Linked DNA regions of Mus musculus: region 1 is linked to region 2. Evidence: chromatin contacts called from public HiChIP or PLAC-seq data. All regions are on one chromosome and are shown on one strand. Each heading gives the region's core, a stretch centred on a gene start, on an enhancer-like site or on the middle of the called end of the contact. The rest is flanking DNA. Distances are from core to core; before and after follow the strand shown. Region 1 holds the start of F930026P19Rik (RIKEN cDNA F930026P19 gene). Region 2 holds the start of Clba1 (clathrin binding box of aftiphilin containing 1).

Region 1 (7,287 bases), core at 2,653-5,152, 330 kb after region 2:
CAGGGTACTGTCTTCCTGTGTCCATACCTCTTGTTCACCACAGGGACCAAGTCGGAATCTCCTGCTCAATGGGAAGTCCTACCCCACCAAAGTGCGCCTAATCCGTGGTGGCTCCCTGCCTCCAGTCAAGCGGCGGCGAATGAACTGGATCGACGCCCCAGATGATGTATTTTACATGGCCACCGAAGAGACCAGGTTGGAGCCTTTTCTGGGAAAGGACGGGATATGAGAGTCTTCAGCTACCACCCTCTGATTTGTACTGGCTTACCTCTTCCCACAGGAAAATCCGAAAGCTGCTCTCATCCTCAGAAACCAAGCGTGCTGCCCGCCGGCCCTACAAACCCATTGCCCTGCGCCAGAGCCAGGCCCTGCCGCTGCGGCCACCCCCACCTGCACCAGTCAATGATGAGCCCATTGTTATTGAGGACTAGGCGGTCACCCACACCGTGGCCTGCCTGGGCCCCTCCATCAGCCCCAGAGTATCCAGTGAGGCCTGCAGAGGCCAAGCGGCCTCCCTCCCCCACCAGACTGCTGCCCACCCCACCCTCTGTTTCCGTAGTGCCCCAACTCCCGCCCTCACATGCAGAGAAACTGCTCCTCTGGTGGACATGTGGGGAAGAAGTGTGGTCTAACTTATTCCGAGACACCGAGGAGGAGTCTTTTTTAGCTTTGTGTTTACTTTCTGGCTGGAGCAGAGCTGAGGAGCGCCCTGGGCCGTGTGCTGCAGGGCTTCTCACCCGGGGTGGGCTCTAAGGTTTTGTTGTGTTCTGTTGAAGGTGCCATTTTAAATTTTATTTTTATTACTTTTTTGTAGATGAACTTGAGCTCTGTAACTTACACCTGGATGTTAGGATTGGTGCAGCAGCCAGCAGCGGCCAAGCTGCCTGCAGGGTTGGTCCCCTGTCTTTTCAAGTAATTTTCATATTAAACAAAAACAAAGAAAAAAATCTCATAAAAAGGAAAACCCCACCAAGCCCTTCTGCGTCTTTTGTTCCCAGTCCCTCTCCTGGTTTAGTTAGGGCCATGAACCTAGGCTGCTCCAATACCCAGAATACCCAGGGCATCCCTTGGCAGAAAGATGGGCAGTAGCCATAGCTAGGGTCAGCTTAGCGCTGGGGGTCTTACTCAGGCTGGCAGAGAATATCACTCTGAGACCTATTCCTGTAGGCCTTTGGTCAAGGGCCTGCTGCCCTTCCAAGGGGGACTGGGCACAGAGGATGCCTTGTGCAGAAACAGTGTCTCACGTGCCACACTGAGAGCTGACCCTACCTGAGGCCCCACAACTTTTTTCTACCAGGGTTTTCTACCTGGGTCAGCTTGGCACAGAAGCTTAAGGTCCAGGGCCCACCCCCTGTGCCCAGCAGATCCCTTGCCCCAGCTGTCGGGCTTTCTGTGCTAAGCTGTGCTGCCCTGGCAGGTGTGCTTTTCTCAAGAATTTGCTCATATTTCTGCTCAGAAATCCTATCTCTGCCTGCGCTTAGCCTCGCAGGCCCAGAGACAGGTGCGGGCCTGGCCAGCTACGGGAGGGAGAGAGGAGGTCTGGCTCTGCAGGCCATCGCCCCTCAGGCTGCTGCAGCCTCAGCTGGCCAAGAGGAGGCTCAGACCCTTTCTGGGAACAGTGGAGTCTTTTGGCCCCTGCCTCCTGGCCCCCCTTGCCCTCCTCAGGCGCCTGTGATGTGTAGAAATCGCAGTCGGGATTAAAATAGAAACCATTTATGTTCCCACTTGAGATACAGATAAGGGGTATCTCAGCTTCCCTGAGCTTGTGATGGGGCTTATCGGGGTGACAGGCCAGGTGTCCGGGACAGTGCTGTGACATATACCCTACTCACGTCCCCAGGGTCATTGGGCTTCTCCCGGTTGCTCTGGCCTCTACCTTGTCCTCCACTACTCTCTTCAAGGGCCTCCTGTGAGTCCTTTTCCCATCGGGAGTCTGGGGAGCATGGCTCCATCGAGGTCCAGACGAAGCCCCTTCTGGCCTAGTTCCCTCAGCTTTCCACAGACACAGGTCTCTTTTTTACTGACATTCCTAAGTGGGCTCCAGTGCCCACTATAGAAACAGGGCCAAGACTATTGGACATGAAAGCCAAGGTGAAGAACGGGAATTAGACATAGGCTGGTGGTTCATGGGCCCAGGAAAGTAATCTACACTATCCTGAAGCCTTTTAATGAGAAAAACAGGTAGGACCCATTCTACAATGGTCAGGCAGTGACCCGAGAGACTGGTGCTGACTTGACGACCTGGACGTAGCTCAGAGCCTCCATTCCAGGCCTTACCATTCCTGGCCATAGGTTCCCACGGTAGATCTGTGACCCTGCCCTGGATGACAGGACACGTGAAGATAGAATTCCACTGTATTTCTTATCTTGTTGGGGCCCTAGAGAAGAGAGCTGCTGACCTGCTCCACACCACACCATCTACCAGGACACAAATGAGTCCATCCTAGCTGAGAAAGGAGGGACCCTGTCCCAAAAGGCACTGTGGAAGCCTCTACCTACCTCTTCCCTTGGCTGGTGTGTGTCCAGAGGTGCCTTTCTGTGCCTGCCCATGCGATCCTGTTACAGCCTCAGGTGTGGAGGTCAAGGTTACTGTTTGTCATTGGCCCGTGTGCCTTCCTGCCAGGCTCACAACAGCCCCATAGCCCTCCTTCATCATCCAGGGACCCAGCAGAGGAGGTAGGACAGAAGCAGCAATTAGGAACTCTTACCCGGCCCTCTCCATCCCCTTCTCGCCCTGGGCATCCAGCCAGGATTGCCCCGGGAGGGGGCCTACTCCTATCCACTCTCATTGTGGCCGGGCACCCTTGAGGCCTTTTTAGAAGACTAGCTGTGCTTAGCCCAGTCAGCCCTGTCTTTCACGGCAGATATTAGCGGTGGAGTGGTCAAGCAGGCTGGTACCTAGAGGTCCACAGGACTCCTAAATGGGAAGCTGGAGGGGGCGCAGTAATGGATGCTTGGGTTGGAAGTCAGGACACCTATACATTCAGCCTGAACAGGAACCTGGCTGTGAGCGAAGGGTCTGTCCAGGAAGGCTTCCTTGCCTGCCTCTCACCTTGGCTGGCATGTGTCCACAGGTGCCAGGGGGAGCTGGTCTGGCTGGTCAGTCAGGCTTGGAGGGGGTGGCACGTTTCTGGGCTGTTGTCACCATGGAAATGGCAGTTACTGCAGGATATGTGTACAAAGGAAGGCCACCACATGGAGCTATAAGAGTAGGCCAGGGATTACCAACATGCCTGGTACCTGGGACCACTTGGCTCCCAGTCCATGGGCTGGACACAGAAATGAAATGTGGGTCTCCAGCACGGCAGTGAGGAAAGTGTGGGAGGGGTTTCTCTGGAGTCAGCTGTCCATACTGGGCAGGGTCATCAGGGTTTGAGACTTGTAGAGTGTTTGTTCCCCAGGCCCAAGGCTCAGGTTGGGTCAAGAGGCTCAGAGAGAGGCCTGTAGGTCCATGGGAGTCAGAAAGTAAGGAGGGTGGGACGGCAAGCAAGCCCTTAGTGGGAAGGAAACTGGAAGGGGACTATTCTGAGGACAAGCAGGATTTCTGGCTCTGCTGCTCTACAGAATGCTTTGGGGCCAGCATTGTGGGAGTCAGAGACTCTTAGTCTGAGGAAGAGCAGCAGCAACCTCACAGAAGGGGGTATTAGCCCACAACACTTGCCGCGGAGGAAATTCGCAGGTACCCCATTCCTCCAAGGATAAAAGTGCCTTAGAGGCAAGTGCACCTGCGGCCCCGTCAGAGCCTGCTCTGGCTGACGCCACCCCGCCCCCACTCATCCCAGTGGTTTCTTAAGCTGTTTTTGGAAGTGGTGGCGCTTACAAGTGAGCCTCGCCCGCCCCTCCTTCAGCACCACAGACAGGACCGCGGCGCCCCGCCCGGAATCCGATGCTTCGTGCTTCTGTGCTGCGAGACCGTTGCTATAGAAACGAGGCAACAAAGGGAGGCGGCGCCGGGAGGCGCGAGGGGCGGGGGCGCGTCCCGCGGGCTTCTCGTGCCCCCTTCTACCACGAGCAGGCCCGGACCTCGAGACCTAAAGCTGGGGATCCCAAGTCCGTTCTACAGCTAGAGATCACTATGTGGCCATGGAATCCTCGGGCGATCCCTGTGGACGCCACCTCACTCCGGGGTAGGGGGCGCTAGGCCGGGCCCTTCCGACCCTGGCAGGTGCGCCCCGCCTGCAGCGCGCCCAGCTGCTGGCGTCTAGGGGGCGGGCTCCAGAGGCCCCGCCCAGGTCTCGGAGCCAATCGACGTCCGGGGGCGGGCGGGGCAGGCGCGGGCGGCGGCACAGAGACGAGCGCGGGTGGAGGGCGCGGACCGACCGAGCGCACCGACCATGGCCTCCAAGTGTCCCAAGTGTGACAAGACCGTATACTTCGGTGAGTATCCACCCGCCGTCCGCCTTCGCCTCCAGGCTCCTGGCTGAGAGCCACACCCCGGAATGTACACGGATGGGGTGCGCAGCCACCGTCTTGGGATGCGCGATCCGATCGGTAGCTAAGCTCGCCACGCTGTTTTCGCGGGTGCGGCCCGAGGCTCGAAGGTAGTGCTACGCGGGGCGAGGGATACCATCTGGGATTCTGGAGAAGCGGGTGGCGTCGGGTGGGTTCCGAAGCGCTCGGTAGGCACTGGTCTAGGTACGCAAAGTCCTGGTCGGCCGGGGCCAGGAGCGCCCTCCTGGCCACCCGCATGTTCAGCTTATCGCCCTTCTTCAGGGACGCTCTTCGGGGCGGGATCCAATGAGGTCCGACGCCCGAGACTGGTCCGTTGAGATCCCCTGGTTTCCGGCATCTCTTCACCTTATGGCTGCTTCCCAGCCTGCACATGGGCCCACTAGTGTGACCCATAGTAGTGAGTGACCCCAGTGCTCACTTCGACCTCTGCCCAGGCCGTTGGGCCAGGTCTGGGATTTCGGATTCAGTCCAAGCGGGGGCGACCTTGGCTTCTGCCTCTTACATGCCCCAGCTTGCTCCTTTTCTTGGCCATTTGCCTCTGCAGTTTCACCCGGGGTGGGGCATGGTGACACGTATTTCTCCATGAGCTTGAGAGTGCACTGGGTGACTAGGACCCTGGCCTCTTGGAGGTCAAGGCCATCTGGGAAGGAAGCTATGGTATGCAGGAATTGGTTCCTGCTAAGGTAGCCCCTGAAGGCAATCACCTTTATCAAGCATCCCCTGGTTCCTGATCTGCTAACCTCCTGGGGCTGTGTTCCTAGCTGAGCAACTTTGCCAGAGTAGCAGTATAGCTGCCACTGAAAAATAGACTCAGGGCCAGAATAGAGGAAGACAGGGACATGAAAGGACAGGGACTCTTATGCTCTTCCCCAAACAGCAGTGTCCAGGTCAGTGAACTTCAGATGACGGGAGGAGAGGAGAGGCCACTTTTGTTTGTTCCCAGAGTGGAGGGACCGGATTTGGCTTGGAGTTGCTCTGGGTGGCCTGGAGCCAGGGGTTTCCTGTTGCCTCCTGGAGGGGACAGATTGCCTGATTTCAGCCCTTTTCCTACAGAGAGATGTTTAACAAGCCCCCGAGTGAAGACGGTCTTCAGGGCCTCTCTGTATGACTTTGCTCCAGACCAGGCCAGCTCTGGACTCTCTGGGGCCTTGGCCAACAGGGCACCCGGAAAAAGCACTCTGCCTGCTTGGGCGCCTCTGGCTCTCAGCAGAAAACAAAGGCTCCTCAGAGTCGGCTGGCTTCTGTTCTGTGGGAAGGCGATGGGGGTCCAGAATAATGCCCTCTCTGCCCAGCTAGGCTGTGCCCTGGCAGTCCACTTCTGAGTAAACGCTAGGTCCAAGGGACCCCAGGGTGCTGTGAGTCCGATTTTTCTTCCAGAACACATGGCCAAGTAGGGAGACCATTCCCTTCCAAGCTATTAGACCTAATCAATGCTGTATTCCCAATTTGGGTCTGTAATGGGGCCATCGACCCAACCAGTGGGTCTGAGGGTCAGCTCCCTGCCCCATACATGGCCCACATCCCAGAGCTGGCCAGAACATAGTGGTTTTGGCAGCCTTGAGCTGCAGCTGCCACAGCCACTGATGACCATCCCAACAATCTTATCACTGTCCCAAGAAAGAATGCCAGGCATGGGAGCCAAGCCTGCTTGCCATCCAGGTAGCTCCTGCCTGTTCTGGCTCACCTGTGTCTTAGGAAAGGAAACTAAACAGTACTGTCCCAGGACAAGGGTCGGGTGGGGGGTTCCTGGGGAACACCTGCCCGTGTCCAGCAAGTTAGGGCTGCGGAGAGCCAGACTTAGCCACATGGAGGATCCAGGCTTGCTGCCCAGCGGCAGCACTTCCCAGCAGGGGGAGGGGTCTCTCACAGTAGGCTGTGCTCCCTGGCGTTTGCCAAGGTTGTCCAGAGGAGGCATGGCCCCAGAGGGACCAGTGGGCCGCTCTTGAGAAAGGAAGGCTGGAGAGCTGGCTGTTTCTGTTATCCTCTGAGTGGAGTGCCAGAGCCAAGCAAGCATAAACACCCCTCCCTCCTCCCCCGCCACTCTGGCCTGGCCCCTTCCCTTTGGAATTCCGGCTCTGCTTGCTCTCAGCTCAGGCCCTTCTTCCTGCCCACTTCTCCACCCTTTTCCTGCCTTACTCCCTTGGGGAGGCCCAGGCTTCCGTCCATTGGGATGTGGCTCGGCAGTCATTGCCCTGGCGGTTGCGGGGTGGGGTCCACAGCCCTCAGCTGCTCATCACAAACCTTTGGCGCCAAACTGGCAGCTGGAGGCAGTGGGTTGGGTGGAGTGAGGTCTCAGGGCTTAGGACGAGGAAACCAAATAGGGATCTTTCCTGGTGGTCCCGCGGCAGCCAGGACTGGTGTTCCCTCACCTGGTGCTGAAAATCAAGGGCTTTTCTCTTGGCCTCGGGGACTCTGCCTGGCTCTGTGGGGAGGGGGAGAGGTGTGAGGAGACGCACCATGAGGGTGAGGTTTTGAGGAGCAAGGTATAATAAATAGGTGCAGAGAGCAAGACACTGAGGGGTTAAACCAGGTGCACAGCCTGAGACCACTTTTTCGGGATGAGCAAGGACAAAGGGCTCCAGGATGGCTGAGGGAGTCTCTGTAAACAGTAGCCTAATCTCGGAGTCACCATGGGCGGGGTGGGAGTGGAGCTTGATGTCTGCCAGGGGATGTAAAATGCAAGGGTGTGGGACCTGGAACCTTCTGGACTGCAAGAAGAGGAGGAACAGGCACGATGCTTTGACCTCCTCCTCCTCTTCCTCTCTACAGCTGAGAAGGTGAGCTCCCTGGGCAAGGACTGGCACAAGTTCTGTCTCAAGTGTGAGCGCTGCAACA
Region 2 (7,076 bases), core at 2,266-4,765:
GTACAGAATACAGGGGGGCTACTGCTCACTCCTGAGCAGTGCTCCTGGGGCCTCACGGGCTGTGCTTCGCTCTCTATGCCTTTGGAAGATCTTGTCCTAGAGGCCAGGCTGCACCTATCTGGGTGGACCAGCCGAGAGTCAGCCTTTGCTCCCAGGGCCCAGTTAGACTTGCCCATCACTGGTAGAATTCAGAGACCGAAACCTAGACCTGGGGTCACAGTGAACAGGAACGGGGGAGGAAGGTGTGTGTGGTGGGGAACCTGCTATGTTCCGTCTACTGTCCCTTCCCCCACTCTAAAGCCTGGCCATCTTCTGCTGCAGAGCAATGTGCTGCCAGGAGTTCCCGGCACCACACTCCAGCCCCAGCCTCCTCCCTGTGTTCTCCTCTGGAGACAGATGCCCTGCTGGGGAAAGCTCCTGTGGCCAAGTCTAGCTCAGGAATTGATACCCCCTGCCCAGCATGTGGGGAAATGACCCAACTCACAGCCACAGCCAGTACACAAAGGCTTCTCACCACCACCCCTTCTAAACATCAACTCAGGGGTGCTATGTAGCTCTGTAATACCCCATGATCTTCCACCACCACCAAAGCTGGACCCTTGGGGGGGGCTGGAGGTCCAGAGGGGGTTGGGCCTGATATGGTTGTGGCTGCCTCGCTCACTGCCACCACCCACCTGCCTGACCCGATGCTCCACTGCCTCTCCCGAAAAGCTGGCCGTGATGCCCAGAGCATCAATGATTGATGCATCCTGCAGCAGCCGCAGCAGCATGGCAAAAATAGTTTTGCTATCATCATGGCCCTGCCCCACCCTAGCCCACAGGCATGCAGGAGGTGGTGGCATCTGTGACCACTCTTCCCACAAGTCACCCTGCCTACTTCAGTCCTTCCCTCGCCTGCAGGCTCCAAGCCTGCAGGTCCACAGTGGGAGGCCCTTGCCCAGAGTCCCACCACCCCAGTTCCCTGAACACAGGGGCCCTGCCTCCATCTGCTTCATCTTCCCCAGTGCTGAATATCTGTCTGGTCTGGGCATGGCCCCTAGGTCCTTCCTATCCCTGTGTCCATGTAGCTCAGAACACAGCCGGGATTAGGAAGTAGGGAGTTGGAGGGGCATATTGGGGTGCCCTGCTGCCCCTAAAGGAGTAGACTAAGCAGGCCAACCCGGCACTTGGGCAGCTCCGGACTGGCCCTACGGCCCAGAAACCACAGGTGCAGAGACAGGGATGTGACCCCTGCCACCTCACGGGAAGATCCCTGTGACTTCTAGGACAGCTTCTTCAACCAGTCCTTAGTGTCAGGTGACCTGGGAGCCACCAGGTTGACTGTAGGCTTTGGGCACAGCAGCACCACCCTGGGGCAGAAGAACTCGGGGGAAGAGAGGGAGGGACAAGTGAGGGATTAGAAGTCGGTCAGGGCTCCTTCCCCCAGCACACTGGCTCTGCCCCTTCACGGCCACTCAGGACTCACAGCCCAGCTGCTCACACCCTGACATTAGGCCCCTCTACCCTCTGGCCCACCCTGCTCTACAGATCCAAGTAGAGCCACTGCCTCCTTTGCCCACCTATCTGGGCTGTCTGACCTCCTTCAGTCACTATTAGGCACCAACGTTAAATTTGCCTCTGTCCATTCAGGGCAGCATCTTTTCAGTAAGGTCCCCAGGGTGCACCGAGGTCTATCAGTTTACCATGTTTGCTATGAAAAAATATCACAGACTGGGCTAGAATGACATGCGCTCACTCTGCCTATCCGGGATGCTGGCATGGTTGCTGCCCTGAGTCTTGGGGACACTGCTAGGATCTTCACACACCTCTCTCCACCCGTCTCTCTTGTCTTCCCTCCTTCTAGACAGGGTCTCACCATTTAGTCCAGGCTAGTCTCAGACTCACCATGTAGCTTAGGCTGGCCTCTAACTTTTGATCCTCCTGCCTCATCTTTTCCAGGGCTGGTGTGCCAGGCCTATGCCACCATACCCAGCTTTCTCACCTCTTTAGTTTCATACAGAACACCCCTCCCTTTTTTAAGGTCTCATATTCATGGCTTCTGGATTTTATGACGTGGATATCTTTGGGGACCATCATTCAGCTCAGTGGTCACACAGATCACCCCAACGTGGACTCAGAAGAACTGGAATCGTTCTGGAAGTCTTGCTTCAGAGCTGAAAGCGAGACAGACATGAGGAGACACTAAAGGTGGGAAGACCCGCTGCAGCCCAGTCCTTTGCCACTGTGTGTCCCACTGTGGGCCCAGGCCTCAGTTTTCCTGTCCTTCCAGCTCCCCAGACGTCAAAGTCAGCAAGGGCAGCAGGTGAGGGGAACTGGAGCCTTGGGAACGGACCGAGAGCAGGACCTGCTGGGTCAGAGTGAGGCAAACAAGCCAGTGTCTGTAAACACAGACTGTGTCTGCACCATCCTACCGGGCCACTGGGAAAGCTGGGAATAGCTGCACCAAGCCATGGTCCTGAGCTCTCTGCCCGCAAGCCTCAGTGAACAGTGCCAGGCTCGTCTGCCCAGGGGAATGGGGAAGGCTGTGGTCCAAGATGCAGCGAATGATCTCATCTTGTCACTTTTAAATCAAATTTTCCAGTAGTTCTCCTGAGGAGGCAGGGGATGAGGGACTGCATAATTCATGCAAAGGACAGAGCAGGGCCTAGGGAAGTCCAGGGGGAAATCTGAGTATAGAGGAAGGGGCTGAAGTTGGGTTTAGATGCAGGCCTGACCCACCTCTTTCTCAGGGGAGGTTGTTAATGGCTGCTAGTCTAGGGTGACTTGGATAAAGATGTGACAGGCTGAAGGCTGACTTCATGAAGCTCAGGATGGGGACATATGGAAAGGGCCAAGGATTTCTGTGGCTGGGGCTGGGAGAGGGGCAAGGTTAGTTCATCAGGGCCCTGCAGGGGCCTGTGAGTCTCTGCCTGTCCATGACCAAGACTGACCCTGCTCCGCCTTGGGTCCGGCTGGTGACCCGGCCCAGACTGTGAGCACACGAGGCAGGGCAGTGGCTCTCCTACTCTGCAGGCAGTAGACGCTCATTCTTGCAGAAGGGAATGTGATCTGGAACTGAACTAAATCAGGTAGACAGAGTTTTCCCCATAGCTTCCAGACTTGAGAAAGCATCCAATAGGAGAGCAAGGAACCAGGGCCGGAGGGTGTGGGATGAGGGGCCAGTACCGTGGCAGTGGCCTTACTCCAGGGCCAGGTATGCGACTGCAAGGGACATATCGGACACAGAGGCACTGGGCGCCATAATAAAAAGAGAACTGCTCCCACCGATATTTGTAGGGCGGGGGAGGCAGAAAGACCAGTCACGATAGCAGGCTGGGACCCACTGCAGAGCTGCCAGCATCCTCCAGTCCGCAGCAACATAAGTGGTAGTCGGGAGAGGATGGGCATGGGCGGGGCGCTGTTGGCCACGCCACACGGTGGCGTGCTGACGACACTTAAAGCACGCCGGAAGCCTGCTGGCACGCATCGTTGCCGGGCAACGCGCGGCGCTGGTTGCCGGCTAAGCTGGCTGTAGTATCTCCCCGCCGGGCGCCGGGAGGCGCGTCGCGGCGGCGAAGGTGGGTGCGCGCCTTGCGGGCCTCTGGGAGCTCGGGACCCCCTCCGTCTGCGCCTGGGACCTGGTCCCGGAGCCCGCGAGACTCCCGTCTGGGACGCGATCCCCGAGCTCCCTGCCCTCAGCCTCCGGCCTCGCAGACCGGGTTCTGCAGCTCATCCACCAGGACTTGCGTCTGCCCACAGGCCCTCCTTCGCCTCACTTGTTTGGCCCTAGGATACGCCCCCGTGCCGGACTAGTCATCCGCGAGTGCCAGGAGGGGTCGACTCCACGGAGGCACGTGAACACTCCCAGGAAGCCCTGGGCAACTCCAGCTCAGCCGCTGCATGTTTTTTGAGCAGCTTTCCTTCGGGTCGGCTGGCCTGGCTACACCAAGATGCAAGGCGGGCAGGAGGTGGGGAGAGAGTCAGTGAGTGACCTCGCAGAGGAGCCTGGAGAGGGGTCCCCCCACCAGACAGCTAGAGGACAGAGTGGTGATGGTTTGGAACGGAGGCGGATCTGCTGCGACGGTCCCGTGGTTCTGCCGGACACGAACGCTAACAGCTCCAGGCTGGATGAGGGTCTTCCCACCAGCTGTCCACACCCGGGGGAGCTCAGCGGCGGGTGGGGAGAGTTCGAAGGCTTCCGGGAGTCTTCAGCTAAGTCGGAGCAGTTTTCTCAGTCTTTTGAACTCCTGGGGAGAGCCACGGAATGTCAGCCGCTGAGAACCCCTTCAGTCCCCGAAGAGGGCAGTTCTTGCCAGGTGCAGCAGGGTGGACCCTGGGTGACAGGAACTGCTGCTGGCCCATCTTCAGAGGTATTTCCGTGGTTGAGTGGGAAGTATTTTGTCATTAGACTTTGCCCAAGTCTCTGTGCCCTGGGAATGTGGGGGTTTGGCTAGCCTTCTCTTCTCACCTAGTTTGTCTTTTGCTGTGTGGTTGGCTGTCCTCTGCTTAAAAGGAGGACAAGGAAGCTGGGCACCACCCGCCTTTAATCCCAGCACTCAAGAGGCAGAGGCAGGCGAATCTCCAAGTTCGAGGCCAGCCTGGTCTACAGAGTGAGTTCCAGGACAGCCAGGGCTACACAGAGGAACCTAATCTTGAAAAACAAACTAAAAAGGGGGGGGGGGGGAGGACAAGGAACAGAGGGCTTGGTCAGGGGACTGACATAGGGTCCCACACAGCCCTGAGAGCTGACCACACCTTTGCCTCCTCCACTGCCTCGGAGCCATTCCCCTCAGTGGCTCACCCCAAACACAGATGAGGATAAATAGAAAGAGGTGGGGGCAGGGTAGCCTGCTGTGAGGGCCACTCCTCCTGCAGTCAGCGCTTTAACATTCTTTCTAAAGCGAGCACTTTCTCCACCTTGGTTGAAGTGTTAGAAAATATCTGTGCATGGTGGGAAGTTTACAGAAAACACTGGATGAGTGTAGGAAAGCGTACCCAGCTGAGCTGCAGACCACAGGCACAGGGGACACTCACACAAAACCCAAACGCCTGCCAGCCCCCCCCCCGCCTCTGCCACCACCTGATTCAGACTGTCAGACTGTCCACCCCACCCCACCTGACTCACAGCCTTCCACAGTGAAGTCCTGTTTCCCACTGGCGTTCACACAGACTTCTCAGCACCTCAACACGGAAACAGGGACAGTGTTCCCCACGTGTCCCCGACAGGGTTTTAGATGTGCGAGCCTGTGGTTTTTCACTGTGTTTTACATAGCCTGGAGATTCTGAGTAGTGGTGTCGTCGGTCGTCAGTGACGGCAACACCAACCGAGCACGCAGCCAGGGACTAAATACACTTATGTTAGAGTGGAGTATTTGGGACAAGGTGACCTAATGTATGTACGTTGCTCCTAACCTTGGGACGTTCCTCCTTTCCAGTCCATTCCCAGCTATGAGAAGGTTTTTAGGCTTGCGTTTCAAGAAGTCGCCGTGGAACAGGCTCCTGAAGACGTTTGCTCCCTGGACCATTTCTTGGAAAGAAGCAATGAAGGGGCTGCATCTGTGCCGAGACTCTGGTAATGAACTTAGCTCGGAACTGCGCCGTGGCGCTGTGGCTGCGTTTCTTGTGTGCTAATGTGGTTTCACAAAGCTTTTTTGGTTGTTCCTAGAGGGTGCAGTGTCCCCGTGGCCACCTGTGGGCCACAGCATTCCAGAGGGACTGGCAGCAGAGATGAATACTGCAGTCGTGCCCCTGGTGTGGCCTCTCAGGGCTGCTGTTAGCGACTTGGCTCAGTGGTCCCTGACACCCTAATGGCCCTCAGCCACAGTCATAGGAAACAGCTCAGGACAGCCACTGACCTTCAGGGTTATCTTGTGTGTGCCTCGGGAGAAAGTCACACGTCGTCGTGTTTGACTGGCCATGGTAGGGACATGCTCTCAGCTGACAGTAGCAATGTTAAGGGCCTGACAAAAGAGATTGTCTTGAGGCACTGAGTGAGCAGAAGGTAGGGTGAGAAGGCTTTCTGTCACCCAGGGCCCAGGGAAAACTGGCTGGTATGCTTCAGGGTCTCTGCACACTCCGAGCAGGCCCGGGCATTTTTAGAACCTTGTCACACTCTGGGCTCTTGTCATATCTATTTTGACCACCATGCAGGGCCAACCCAGAACCTGCCCAGGAGACTCTCCACAGGGGCCCAAAGGCCTTGACCAACAGTGCCTGGCTGTCTGGTGCTCCCATAAAGCATAGCCTATGGGGAGAGCCCCAGCAGGCTAGTCGTGGCTGTGCCGTGGACAAGTTCTTCAGAGGCCCAAGGTGGCCCAGGTGTCAGGCTTGGCAAGGCTAGGCACTGGGACAGGAGGATGGGTATTGCTTTAGGGTGGAACACTCTTGTATGTTCAGAAACACTTGAGTGTTTGGAAAAAGGAGGGAACCCAGCATTTGGCACCCTGCGGCCCACAGTACTCACAGGGCCACGATTCAGGCTCCTCTGTGTGTTTCCTCATTGAGTCATCCTAGCTCGTGAGCATCTAATGTGGGACCGGCACGGCGGTAGGCACTTGCTTGAACCACACCAGTGGATCTGGCCTCCGGCCTTCTCCGAGAAGATACATAGGCAGGGCACATGTGAGAGATAAGAGGAAAGACAGGTTGATAGTGAACGTTGGGTTAACGAGAGCCAGGGCTGGGCTGGAGGGATTGTTTTGGAAGACTTTGAGGCACCCTGTCGTGACTGTATCTTTCTCCCAGTTCTGAATCTAGGAAGCTCTGGAGAGCCCTGCAGAACACCGACACTGCGTCTGCTTCGAGGTGTCTCTGGGGCGAATCTCACTGTCGGGAAAACCTCCTTCCTGTGCTTGGTGTAGACGCTGCTCAGAAGGTAAGGAGGCCTGGGTCGGGTGGCAGCCAGGCTCTGCTTGCTGCAGAGACGCACCAGGCAAAGTAACTGGAGGCGAGAAACGATTTATGTTGGCTCACTTTTTAGCAACTTCAGCCTGTGGTGGGGTTCCATGTTTCTGGGCCTGTGCTGAGATGAAAGGTGTCATAGAAAGGAAGTGTCAGAGTGGACAGAAAGCAGAGGAACAGTAACGGGTTGCTGTGAC

Evidence for each region. HiChIP or PLAC-seq counts read pairs in DNA pulled down with a chosen protein or histone mark.
Region 1: an H3K4me3 HiChIP or PLAC-seq map of forebrain shows a contact between it and region 2, with 2.7 times the contacts expected there. The contact joins the promoter of F930026P19Rik here to the promoter of Clba1 in region 2. A contact is called at or near these places in 1 of 39 promoter capture datasets (pre-B cells), 10 of 484 Hi-C or Micro-C datasets (CD8 T cells, the HL-1 cell line, embryonic stem cells and 3 more), 6 of 115 datasets of contacts at active chromatin or transcription factors (embryonic stem cells, extraembryonic endoderm stem cells, forebrain and 2 more) and 2 of 9 other capture datasets (adipose tissue and liver).

Annotation. Positions count from the first base shown.
Region 1 is chr12:113,136,238-113,143,524 of GRCm38.p6, forward strand. F930026P19Rik (RIKEN cDNA F930026P19 gene) reads right to left here and starts at 3,903. Exons shown (of 4, transcript NR_165646.1): 1 at 3,821-3,903; 2 at 3,053-3,162; 3 at 2,500-2,647; 4 at 2,118-2,418. It overlaps Crip2 (cysteine rich protein 2), which reads left to right and starts at 3,999. Exons shown (of 7, transcript NM_024223.2): 1 at 3,999-4,377; 2 at 7,222-7,287. The coding sequence starts at 4,335. Mta1 (metastasis associated 1) reads left to right here. Exons shown (of 21, transcript NM_001364622.1): 20 at 44-195; 21 at 281-969. The coding sequence ends at 431.
Region 2 is chr12:112,805,460-112,812,535 of GRCm38.p6, forward strand. It overlaps Clba1 (clathrin binding box of aftiphilin containing 1), which reads left to right and starts at 3,516. Exons shown (of 5, transcript NM_145450.3): 1 at 3,516-4,349; 2 at 5,415-5,551; 3 at 6,724-6,853. The coding sequence starts at 3,930. It overlaps Gm52004 (a long non-coding RNA gene), which reads right to left. Exons shown (of 3, transcript XR_003950270.1): 2 at 6,443-7,076; 3 at 5,532-5,939.